Linked DNA regions of Rattus norvegicus: region 1 is linked to region 2. The links are chromatin contacts, called in public Hi-C maps. All regions are on one chromosome and are shown on one strand. The core of a region is the stretch at or near the end of the contact, and the rest is flanking DNA. Distances in the headings are between cores, read along the strand shown.

The links. A called contact is a pair of places that touch in the nucleus more often than the background predicts.
Region 1: a contact with region 2 is called in a Hi-C map of liver, with 2.8 times the contacts expected there. The contact joins the enhancer-like site here to the promoter of Dync1h1 in region 2. A contact is called at or near these places in 4 of 12 Hi-C or Micro-C datasets (hepatocytes, kidney and liver).

What each region holds. Positions count from the first base shown.
Region 1 is chr6:135,503,827-135,509,228 of GRCr8, forward strand. It overlaps 1700001K19Rikl (RIKEN cDNA 1700001K19 gene like), which reads right to left. Exons shown (of 6, transcript NM_001134526.1): 2 at 3,065-3,125; 3 at 1,832-2,005; 4 at 1,199-1,249; 5 at 1-307. The coding sequence starts at 1,930. Among named protein-coding and RNA genes, the nearest start is that of 1700001K19Rikl, 8.3 kb to the right of the region's middle. Within about 2 kb of position 1,350, at least 5 of the 93 cell types and tissues checked have an H3K27ac peak or open chromatin away from gene starts, as enhancers often do. A contact at or near this core is called in hepatocytes, kidney and liver, where this site is marked.
Region 2 is chr6:135,432,478-135,438,480 of GRCr8, forward strand. Dync1h1 (dynein cytoplasmic 1 heavy chain 1) reads left to right here and starts at 4,001. Exons shown (of 78, transcript NM_019226.3): 1 at 4,001-4,369. The coding sequence starts at 4,120. LOC120103624 (a long non-coding RNA gene) reads right to left here and starts at 3,890. Exons shown (of 2, transcript XR_005506332.2): 1 at 1-3,890.

The DNA.
Region 1 (5,402 bases), core at 100-2,599, 69 kb after region 2:
GGGACAGCCTGCCAGGATGTCCGTTGGCCTCTCGGGGGCCGAGTGCCTTTAGTTCACCCTCGGGCTGCATGTCGACATCGCTGGCTTCCAGGGTTATGGGGGTCCAGCCAGAGGTTCTCATGGTGAGGTCTGGAGCTTTTGGGACCGAGTCCTCCGAGATGGTCTCCTCAGCAGTCTTGAACCTCAGTGTGTAGGAAGGTGAGTTGCGGCTCCTGTCACCCAGGAGGCGGTAAGCACGCTGGCGGCAGCTTCGGTAGTTGGAATGACCTGGGGTATCCTCTGAGTCTCCATCATAAGGGTCTAAAAACTGTGACAAAAGTTTGAGTGTTTGGCTACATCCAAGGCCCGTCCACAAAATAGAGTTTCTGAGGCAGTGGGTGGCAATGAATATGTAAACAAAACGTCTCCATCACTGATGGCAAATGTGTGTGCTTTGCCTTGCACCGAAACCCAAAAAGGACAAGGTCTCCACCTGACACTAGCCTAGGTGACCCTGGCCTTCCTACCGTCCTTCTACCCTCCTGCCTCTGCCTCCCATCAAGGGACTGTTCTGAGGGTCAAACCCAGATGCTCATAAACGCTGGGCAAGCGTCTTACCCACTGCGCTACATCTATTTTGTTGGGTTTTGGGTTTTTGAGGTGGGCTCACTATATAACCTTAGCTGGCCTGGAGCAACCTATGTAGATCAGGTTGGCCTCAAACTCAAAATCCACCTGCCTCCCCACCCCCCAAGTGCTGGGAATCAAAAGTCTGTACCACCACACCCAGCTTGGCTCACAGCCACATGGAAGGCTATCTCCAGGCCATCGCCACCTTCTTCCAAGTCCTTGAATACTGTGACAAAGTACTCAGACTTACGGAAATATGTCATTCCAGAACATTATAAGGCGGGGTCTCTTAGCCCTGGCTGCCCTTCAACTTTATATCCTCCTGCCTCAGACTCTGCAGTGCTGAGATAACAGGTGTGCGCCACCACCACCTGCTACAGCAAACTCCTCTTAAGGGTGCATGGCCAGGCCTCTGGGGAGTCCCTGACCTTGGCTGTGGAGGTTAAAACTTCCTGTCTGTTTTTCCTTGCTCTATCCTGTTCCTGTCTGGCTGTGGCATGATCTATCATCCCGGCACTCACAGGCAGAGATAGGAGGCATGTCCCTCAGGCTTCTGGACCCAAGGGGTTTGGGCCAGGCCTGTGCATACCTCTCTCCAGATGCCTTCAGCAAAGTCCATGAGGTTCCTTCTGGAGTTGATCTGTGAGGGGAAAGCTTGATGCAGATTCCGCCCTGCCACCTTAACCCCGAGCATGGGATGCTCGCTGGCCACACCACAGGGCATGCTAACACGAAACCTGGTAAGGGGACAAGGTCCAAGCCTGGCAGGCAGGGAGCCCTTCCCTGGCACAGTGGGCAGACAGCACCTTGGCACTGCTTCTGGGCCCAAATCCAGGAGCTGGAGGGCACTAAACTTTCCTTCTCAACTGGTTCCCCCCTCGCATGCAAAAGCGAGGCCTAAAAAACCCACAGAGGAGCCCAGGCCTGGCCTCTGGTGGTCCAACACTTTTGCCCTAGGCCACCAAGGAAGGTAGTGTTCATTTTCTTAATAAAAGAATACTGGCGTTTAAATACTTTTAGTTTTGTTTTTGTTTTTGTTTTTTTTCTTTCTTTCTTTTTTTCGGAGCTGGGGACCGAACCCAGGGCCTTGCGCTTGCTAGGCAAGCGCTCTACCACTGAGCTAAATCCCCAACCCTACTTTTAGTTTTAGTAAGGGAGGAAGGGATCCAAAAGTTAGGAATGGGTATTTCCCACATGTACGCCCCCCACGCTTGCTGGGCACCTGAAGGCGATGGCGTGAGTGTCTCTGCCACTTGCGAAAGCCAGCTGCACTGAACGCTGCCCTGATGCAGGTGGGTCGGCTGGGCCTCAGGCTGGCCATCCCTCGAGGCCAGGCACGTAGACTGTCACTTAACTAAGGAGACCAAGCCAAAGGACAAAACCCCTGTCAGAGGGTCTAGAGCATAGGGAAGGAAGGGCAGGCCACAGGGAGAAGAATTTTTTAAACAACATCTGATCCCACCCTGTAGCTCAGGCTGTCCTTCCTCCAGATTCTCTGTAAATATGAGGCAGCTGAGGCAGGAGGAACATGAGCTCAAGGCTAGCCTGGGCTACATAGAAGGTCAAGGCCAGCTTGAGATAAATAGCAAGACCCTATGTCAAAAACAAAAGCAAGGGCTTGGTCCATCCAGTGCTTACTTAGCACATGCTAGACCCTGGACTCAGCCCTAGCACCTACGAAACAAAGAGTGGTGGCAGGGGTTTGAAAACCCAGCACTCAGCGCAGGAGGATCAGAGGTTCAAGGTCATCCTTGGTAAGAGGCCTGCCTGGGCTACATGAGATCCTTCCTCAAAAACAACAAAAAGCCCCTAGGATTGTGGGTACAAAACAGTTCAGCACTTGCCTAGCTCCGCATTGTGGGAAATACGGGTTGGGGACATCAGAGCACAAGAGAACGTGCTCCACACAGAGAGCCATCCTGTCTATCTGAGACCCTCTCTTTTAAAAGATTAAAAATGGGCTGGAGAGATGGCTCAATGGTTAAGAGCACTGACTGCTCTTCCTAGGTGTCCTGAGTTCAAATCCCAGCAACTACATGGTGGCTCACAACATCTGTAATGCGATCTGATGCCGTCTTCTGGTGTGTCTGAAAACAGCTACAGTGTACTCATATACATAAAAAAATCTTTTTAAAAGTTTAAAAATAAACTGTAGGGGTTGGGGATTTAGCTCAGTGGTAGAGTGCTTGCCTAGCAAGCGCAAGGCCCTGGGTTCGGTCCCCAGCTCCGAAAAACAGAACCAAAAAAAAAGGGGGGGGCTAAAGATGGGCCTGGAGAGCTGGCTCAGTGTTAAGAGCACTTGCTGCTCCTTCAGAGGACTCAGGCTCGGCTCCCAGCACCCGCCCGGAAGTAACTCCAGCTCCAGAGGATCCGATCCCGCTCTGCTCCACAGACATAAGTCAGGAGATTACTCACACACGTAAAATGTAAGTACCGAGGAAGCGGCGCTACAAACCTCTGTGGAGTCTCATGTCCCTCAGTTTCTCCAGATCCTCCCTCCGAGCAGCTGCTACGCCCTGTGGAAAGTGCCTCAGTTACACAGGCACATGGGATGCTTTCCAGCAATAAATCCTGCCTTCCCAAACTGGGCTCCCAGACCCCATTCTGAAACCTGGGAAGCAAGCAAAAGACCGGCCCTACCATACCCTCCCGAACACAGGACTTGTGGGCATCTTAAAGGTGAGAGAGGCTAACAGAGGAAAGGAGCCCAGCTTGGCAGTGCAATGTGAACCTCTGCCTTGAATCCCAGCATCGGGAGAGGGAGGGTCAGGAGTTCAAGGTCGTTCTCATTTACATAGTGAGCCAACCTGGGCTTTGTGAGACTCTGTCTCAGGAAAACGAAAGTGGAAGAAGACGCTGCAGAGGCATCTCTGAGGTAAAGCCCACACAGCTCTTGGCGAGAATCTGACTTCAGTTCCTAGCACACACATTCAGTGGCTCATAACCACCCTTAACTCCAGCTCCAGGGGTCAGACACCTCAGTTGTGGGCATCTGCATATATGTACATGCATACACATACACTTTAAAATAACACTTAGAAGAAAAAAAAAGAGGGCTGGAAAGAGATGGCTCAGTGGTTAGAGCACTGTTCTTCCAGAGGACCAGGGTTCAAGTCCCAGAACCCACATAGTGACTCACAACCATCTGTGACTCTAGTCCTATGGGATCTGATGCCCCCTCTGACCTCCACATGCATGCACCTGAGGTACATATATACATGAAGGCAAAACACCTATAAGCCTGAAAAATAGATCCAGTTTAAAGGAAGGAAATAACTCCGTGTACATTACCCAGATCCCTTTTCTTCTCACCTTCCCTGTCCCACAACCCCAAATGACATTTGAAAGTCCTGTTGTCTTAAGATTTGAGGCTATTGCTGCTTCTTAGAAAGTCTTGCAGGGGCTGGGGATTTAGCTCAGTGGTAGAGCGCTTGCCTAGGAAGCGCAAGGCCCTGGGTTCGGTCCCCAGCTCCGAAAAAAAAGAACCAAAAAAAAAAAAAAAAAAAAAAAAAAAGTCTTGCTGTGTGTGCGCCTCCCCCCTACCCCAAAAGCTCTCATCCAGAATGGCCTGAGGCTTTTCCTTGTGAAAAAAAACTGGACTCCAGAGGCCACATGTCTGAGTGTCATACCATCAACATGACTTGGGTTAGGAAGTCCGCCCCTGTGCTTCTTCTTTGGAATTGGGCATCACAGGCACCTTTGAAGGGTGAGGGCCATCTACACAGAGCTGCGAGTGTCCCCAGTGGTCCCAGTAGACCAGCCGGGCTTACAGTACGGACAGTAACACAGGCCAAAGGGCTTCTCAGCCCCTCCCTGGCTCCAGATCACCTGAGGTTTACCCTCGTTACCGTGTGATGTTCCAGGCAGGATTTCTCTGTGTGGCCCTGGCTATCCTGGAACTTGCTCTGTAGACCAGGCTGGCCTCAAACTCAGAAATCTGCCTCCCAACCACTGGGATTAAAGGTGTGCCCCACCACTGCCCAGGTCTTTTGTTGTTTTAGTCTAAGGCTATCGTGCTTACATGTATTACTGTGCACCAGATACATGCCTGGTCCTTTGTACTTCACACACGTATACACCATAAAAGAAGAGGCTGGAAAGATGGCTCAGTGGTTAGGAGCACTGACTGCTCTTCCAGAGGTCCTGAGTTCAAATCCCAGCAACCACATGGTGGCTCACAACCATCTGTAATAGGATCTGATGCCATCTTCTGGTGCATCTGAAGACAGCGACAGTGCACTCACATATAATAAATAATAAACCTTTTAAATAATAAATAAATCGATGTAAAAGAAAAATACATGTGCACAAAATGCCCTTGACTCAGAATTCCTTGTATTCACATGGTGGCTCAGAGCTGCGATTTCAGTTTCAAGGAATCCAGTGCCCCCCTCTGGACTCTGCCGGTACTGCATGCAACGGAGCACAAACGTTCAGGCAAACAAAAATAAAGTTGTGCCCAACTCATCCTGAGCACTTGGGAGGCAGAGGCAGCTCCTGTGAGTCTGAGGTCAGCCTAGTCTGTAAAGCGAGTTCCAGGACTTCATAGGGAGGCTGTCTCAAAGCAAACAAGCAACATAACCAACCGTACTGTGCTGTTGGTTTGCCAGGTTTGAAAACCACAGGTACTTTTTTTTTTCTATTCTTTTTTTTCGGAGCTGGGGATCGAACCCAGGGCCTTGCGCTTGCTAGGCAAGCGCTCTACCACTGAGCTAAATCCCCAGCCCGCCTCTCCTGCTTTTACTCCACCTTACCTCCTCTCTACCCCTAGGTCCCTTTGTCCTGCATGCAGC
Region 2 (6,003 bases), core at 2,751-5,250:
CAGAGAGAAAGCCACAATTAACCACCAGAGATTTCAATACTTCTTTCAATAAAAACACAGAGCAAGTGTATTAGACAATTAGTAAGAGGGTGGGGGATAATCCAGGGCTAGAGCCCTGAGCATTGCTAAGAATGTACAATACCCTGAGTTCAATTTGGAGCACAAAGAAGAATAAACAGAGGAGGAGGAAGGTGAAGGAGGAGGAGGAGGAGAGGAAGGATGTAGAAGAATTAAAAAACTCCCAATCAACCTGGAACTTTCTAGAACACTTACTCAACAGCTGTAGCACACCCTAATACCCCTCTGATGTTGGGAGCCAGCAGGTACAGCTGCACTGCACATCAGGCTGCAGAGATGCTGGTTCAAGACCAAAGAGAACTAACACCAAGCCCTGGACCACGGCCTCCTTAGGAGGGAGGGAAAGGGTCAGCACAGCCTGGCTGTGAGGACTGCAGTGCCAAGGATCTCAGTGTATCAAGCGAGAGGACACCAAAACCCAGTCACGGCTTTGTCCAGGCGTGGAGGGTTGGTGATATTAACCAAGACACTCGCTGGGAACATAAGGACTGGGTAGGTGTCTTAGGGTTTTCAGTGCTGTGAAGAGTCACCATGACCAAGACAACACTTATAAAGGAAAGCATTTAATGGGGACTGGCTTACAGATTCAGAGTACAGTCCATTATCATCACAGTGGGAAGCACAAGCAGACTTGGTGCTGGAGGCAACCAAGACAAGACTGGCTTCTGCAAGCAGCCAAACGGGAGGTTCTCTTCTACACAGAGCTTGAGCATAGTGCCTCAAAGCCCATCCCCATGGTGACACACCTCCTCCAATAGGGCCATGCCTACTCCAACATTGCCACACCTCCTAACATTGCCTCTCCCCGGGCCAAGCATATACAAACCACTACAATAGGAGAGCTGGAAGTGTTCAGGGCAGGTCTCATTATGCTTATTCCCAAGGAATTTGCTGGAAAGAGCAGCAGAGTTATGGTGCTTACAGAAATGTGACAGAGTTTCTCTCTTGCCTTGCTTTGTTTTGATTGATTGTTTCTGAGACACTCTTACTACGTAGCCCAGGCTATCCTAGGATTTGCCATGTTCCTGTCTCTGCGCGTCTAAGGCATAAGGTGAGAGGGGGATGGGCACCCAGGAAGTAGTACTCTTAGCCGGGACGCAATTTTGGTAAGCCATGTGGTTGGTTCTACTAGAGGGGAGAGGGAAGGAGCTAGGCAGTACCAGGTACATCTAGGGCTTGCGTACATTTTCTGCCCAGGAAGACAGTCTTCATAAATCTTTCCTGTGGGTGGTGGAATATGGGCTGAACCACAGGCTGGCATTTGCTAGGTGACCGGGTGGTGCCGTGCAGATAGATGGGAAAGTGGGGGTAGAAAGAAGGGCCCCTGAAAGTAAGAAAATTTGTGACCACCAGAGGGCGCGGACGGGCTGTTCTGTTCCTGGTGGTGGCGTGCTTCCCTGGTCGTCAACTCCAGCCTGCTGGTCTGGAAACTTCTAAGACCCGGATCCAGTTCAGCCCTCACCCTGAGACCCATCTCACCGAACCAAGACAGAAAGGGGATGAGATTCTCAAATAGCTTCACCAAAAGCGTCCTGCAGAGAGGTGAAATGCGAGCCGGATCCTCCAGCAGCCTGGAAGCCCAAATGGTGTAGTCTGTCTGAAAGTAGGGCAGAGAAGGTCCAAACCTTTATGCCCTCAATGAAACATTTATGTGCCCTGCCGCTCCCACTACTCCCATTCCCTGGGAACACACATTAAGCAAGTGTTGGGTGTTCTCCAGGCCTGATAGTAGCGTCAGAAGTGGGTTGATTATGAATGAACGGCCCAACATGAACCAGGTATGGTAGGGCATCCACAATCCTAGGGCTGGAATTATGGGTCAAGATAGGACGATTACTCAAGTTTTAAGACAGCATGTACTATGTATATAGTGAGTACATAGAGAAGGGGTGTATGGAAACACAGCCTGGAGATGCTGATTTGATGGCCGTCCCACTGAGAGATTGTGTGCTGTCCAGGGGTTGAGGGAGGGAGCAGAATGAGGAGAAAGAGCCTGACACCAAGTAGTATCTTTACCACACTTCACATGGTATTTTAAAGAGATGTTGGGTAAGATCACTACACAGTGCATCGCACATGTATGACAAAACTGTATGTACTACAGCAGCCACCAGCATCCCACATCAGGAAAGAAACGCTTCTCCCAGCTCCTCGCAACGACTGAAAGCAGATGCTTTCATGGGCAGGAGACCACGGGATGGCCAGGGTCCCATCCCCACCCTGGATCAGCCGAGTGCTGTGCCACGAGGCAGGAGGGCATCTTCAGGCAAGCCCTGCTTTTTCGTTAGTTAGCCCCGTCTCAGCCTGGCCGGCCTCTGGGATGACGCCCTTAGAAATTTCAGCAGCCTGTGTGCAGCAGACCTATTCTCACTATATTCAAAAAACAGACACATTTAGTATATTTTTTATTTAAAAAAAAAAAGCAAGCAGGTTTGGTCTGTTTGTAAATCCTTGTAAACAGATCGTTTCTGTTGTCTTCTTTGAAAAAATGATCGTAATCCAAAGTCTGAGCCTGTTATCTGTTCCTTGACTTGGAGCCAGGTTGCAGATGAGAGAGTCCCTTGGATGACTGAATGACGGCACTTCCCATATGCTGACTCACAGTGCAGCCAGTGTGCGATCAGCCCCACCCCCACCGAGTCCCTGCAGGTTTCTGAATCTCGGGCTTTTTGTCCTTGTTCCTATCTCTGAGGTTATGCAGGTATTGGTCACTGCTGGTACATCCGCATTTCCACAGTAACAGCTTGCCCCGGTAGCTTTGGGTCTGTCCTCTCCCCTCTGCAGGACTATTTACGACTTCTTGGACATATTATACTAGAGTGGGAGTGGGCTGATGGAGGGAGGACAGGGATATGTATCTGTTTCTCTCTCTCTCTCTCTCTCTCTCTCTCTCTCTCTCTCTCTAGAAGAATCATATAAGTAGTTTCTGGGCTCCATCAGCTGCCTCTGGGACCTGGCACTGGGCAATTGTGCAAGGAATAAGCATATTGTAGGGCTCTCCATTTGCCAAAGATGATTTGGGAAAATCAAGTCATCCCATCATCGTCCCACCAATCAGGACTCAGCTTTCTAACTCGGCATTATTATATTTTTAAAGATCACTTTGGCTTAGTTCCCTCTTCCCAATTGAACAGGCAAGTTATGATCTGAACTTTCAAAGGCCAGTTACTATCCCCAAGAAAGTAAACATCTAGATTCTGGCCTTTTTGTCCTCCCTGTATGGGAGGAGGGGTGATGGGTCAGATGCAAGGAAACTTAGTTGGGAGGCATCCAAGCCCCTACCTCCTGCCGACCCAGATTCTTGAACCCACAGAGCAGTGGTGTGCAGGTTCAGGGCTTGGGGAGGAGCATACTGTTGTCAGTAGATTCATTCATATGAATCCTCCTGTTTCAGTCATATCACCCTTGCTTGGTAAATGACGCTGTGTTCAGAATCCAGGGCCCATCACAGCTGGATGTTATCCAGGTTTCTTTAAGCCTAACCTTAGACTGCAGAGCAGTTGCTGCTCCACCCATACATAACCTTCTCTTCCTTAGACTCCAGTTCCTCAGCTAAGAACATCGCCCTTTCCATCCTCTCCCTTGACAGTTTAGCGAGGTCACTGTGGGGACGCCCCTATTTATGGAGCCTGAGGGGCTGGCTCTGTGATATTCTCTGCCACCTGGCAATGGAGCCAGACACGGTTCCTGGACCACTCCGGGGAAGAGAGAAATGGTCCCCACCCAGCACTCCGACTACAAGTCCCAAAAGGCCACGCGGCGCCGCACCTAGCCCCGCCTCCAGTCGCATGCGTAACGTCGCGACGCCGACCGCGAGCGGGCGCCGGTGGCTGCAGCCAGCGGGCGGGGCGGGGCGGGGCCGGCGGGAGCGGTGGCCTTTAGGGCGGAGCCGGCTCCGCTGTCCGCAGTCGGCCGCGGGCTAGCGGACACAGCGTCTTCTGTCGCCGGTTTCTTTCGCTCACTGCTCCCTCGTTCCGGAGGTAGCTCTTCTCGGCTCTCTCTCTCTCTCTTCTCTATCTCTCTCCCTTCCGCGGATCCGCCATGTCGGAGACCGGCGGCGGTGAGGACGGCTCGGCCGGCCTGGAGGTGTCCGCGGTGCAGAATGTGGCGGACGTGTCGGTGCTGCAGAAGCACCTTCGTAAGCTGGTTCCGCTGCTGCTGGAGGACGGCGGCGACGCGCCGGCTGCGCTGGAGGCGGCGCTGGAGGAGAAGAGCGCCCTGGAGCAGATGCGCAAGTTCCTGTCAGACCCGCAGGTCCACACGGTCCTGGTGGAGCGCTCCACCCTCAAAGGTGCGCGGCGCCCCCTCCCAAGTCGCGTGGAGCAGCTAGGGTGCCGGGACCGCTAGCGCCCGCACAGTGGGGTCGCTTTGTCTCCGCGGCTTCTCAAGATGGCCGAGTTGGGTGGAGACCGCGTCTCCCGGTCCCGGCTGGGCACAGGGCCGCATCCATGCCTCCAAAGTCACATGAGCTTTTTTGGTTTCGATTCGTGTCCAAGCATAGCTCGCTTTGGGAAGAATCTGTCTAGGGCAGCCTAGGTGCTGGCCCCTCGGTGGGCTCGGGTACCGGTGCGTTGGCGGGACCCGGAGTGGGCAGGCCCTGGGCACCCAGCATCTCTGCTATCTGGCTGCCTACGCATAGGCCTCCATTGGCCTCACAGCATCGTTGCTGAGTGGGTGTATCTCCCTCCCTATTTTACAAACCAAGAAACCTAGTCCCGTGGCTGGTCCAAGGTCACCAGCTAGTACCGGACCTTTGACTAGACTCAACATAACCAGTTTCCAATCAGAATTGCTTGTTTTGCTGATCATGGCTTGAAACTGTTGCTTACATGACCCTAATGACAGCCCTGTAACATTTAAGTCTGGTTTCAAAGATTTAAGAACTCTTGCTTACCTAGTCGGGGAAGGAGGAAAAAAAGCTGAGTTGTGTCTTCCAGTAGAGAGACGCTCTACATCCGTAGATTCATCTGGTATCTGGAGCTTGCTTACAGGATTCCTTCCTTCTTGAGTCCTGTAAACCACTTTGTAGCATCTGGGGAGCATGTGTGCACGCTGGTGAATGGGTGTGGTGTATCCTTAGGAATCCAGATGTGCTGTCTAGGAGAGTAGCCCTTATTAAGGGGATTGAATCAGGTGGTCTGAGAAGATTTGCTTGCAAATTCCTTAGAGTTCCTAAGGCTTTGGGCTGGGTTAGAAAACCAGTGTGGCTGCCCTTTTCGATAGTTTGTATCCAGATACAACGTATCGCTTAAAGGCTATTCTTAATTACAAAATGTTTAACGTGGCCTTGGTTTGGGCCTGCATCTAGAAGGCAGCAAAGTATTTTTCTTGAATCCACACGGAATGTTTAAAACAGTATGCTGTTAGTGACTATAGAGTGTTCGTGTGGCCGAGGTTGTTTCCTTTACGTCGAAGTTTGTGTTTATTCCTGCATGGAATATTTTGGTCCAAAAGTCCATGTAATTATAGAAAAATTGAAACAGGCCCGAAAGTCAGCTGGGATCCTTCTGCCTCTGCAGAGCCCCTGTGAGCCCCTTGACCCCCACTTTTTTAGTCTTTTGTGGGTATGTGCAAATACATTTTGTTAAAATAAATTTTAACCTATGTTTTTTAAAGATTTTGAGTAGTTTGGCCCTAGCTAATTCTTTTATATTTTTGGTTGTACAGTTTGTGTATTGAAATTAGTGATTTCAGTATAAAAACACACAAAAACCATGAGTCATGGTTTCTCTTTACAAAAACAAAATCCTAAGTTTTCATCTTTCTCTGTCTTTGGTGATTTGTTTTTCTCCTATCTGTCCATCTTGGATCAAGGGTGGGATGGAACAAGTGTCTGCACAGGACTCATTTCTTTTCAGCAAAGGGGTGATCCAGCATCCTAGCGAGGTTCCATAATGACTTGCACTTTTGAAAGTTCACTAAGGA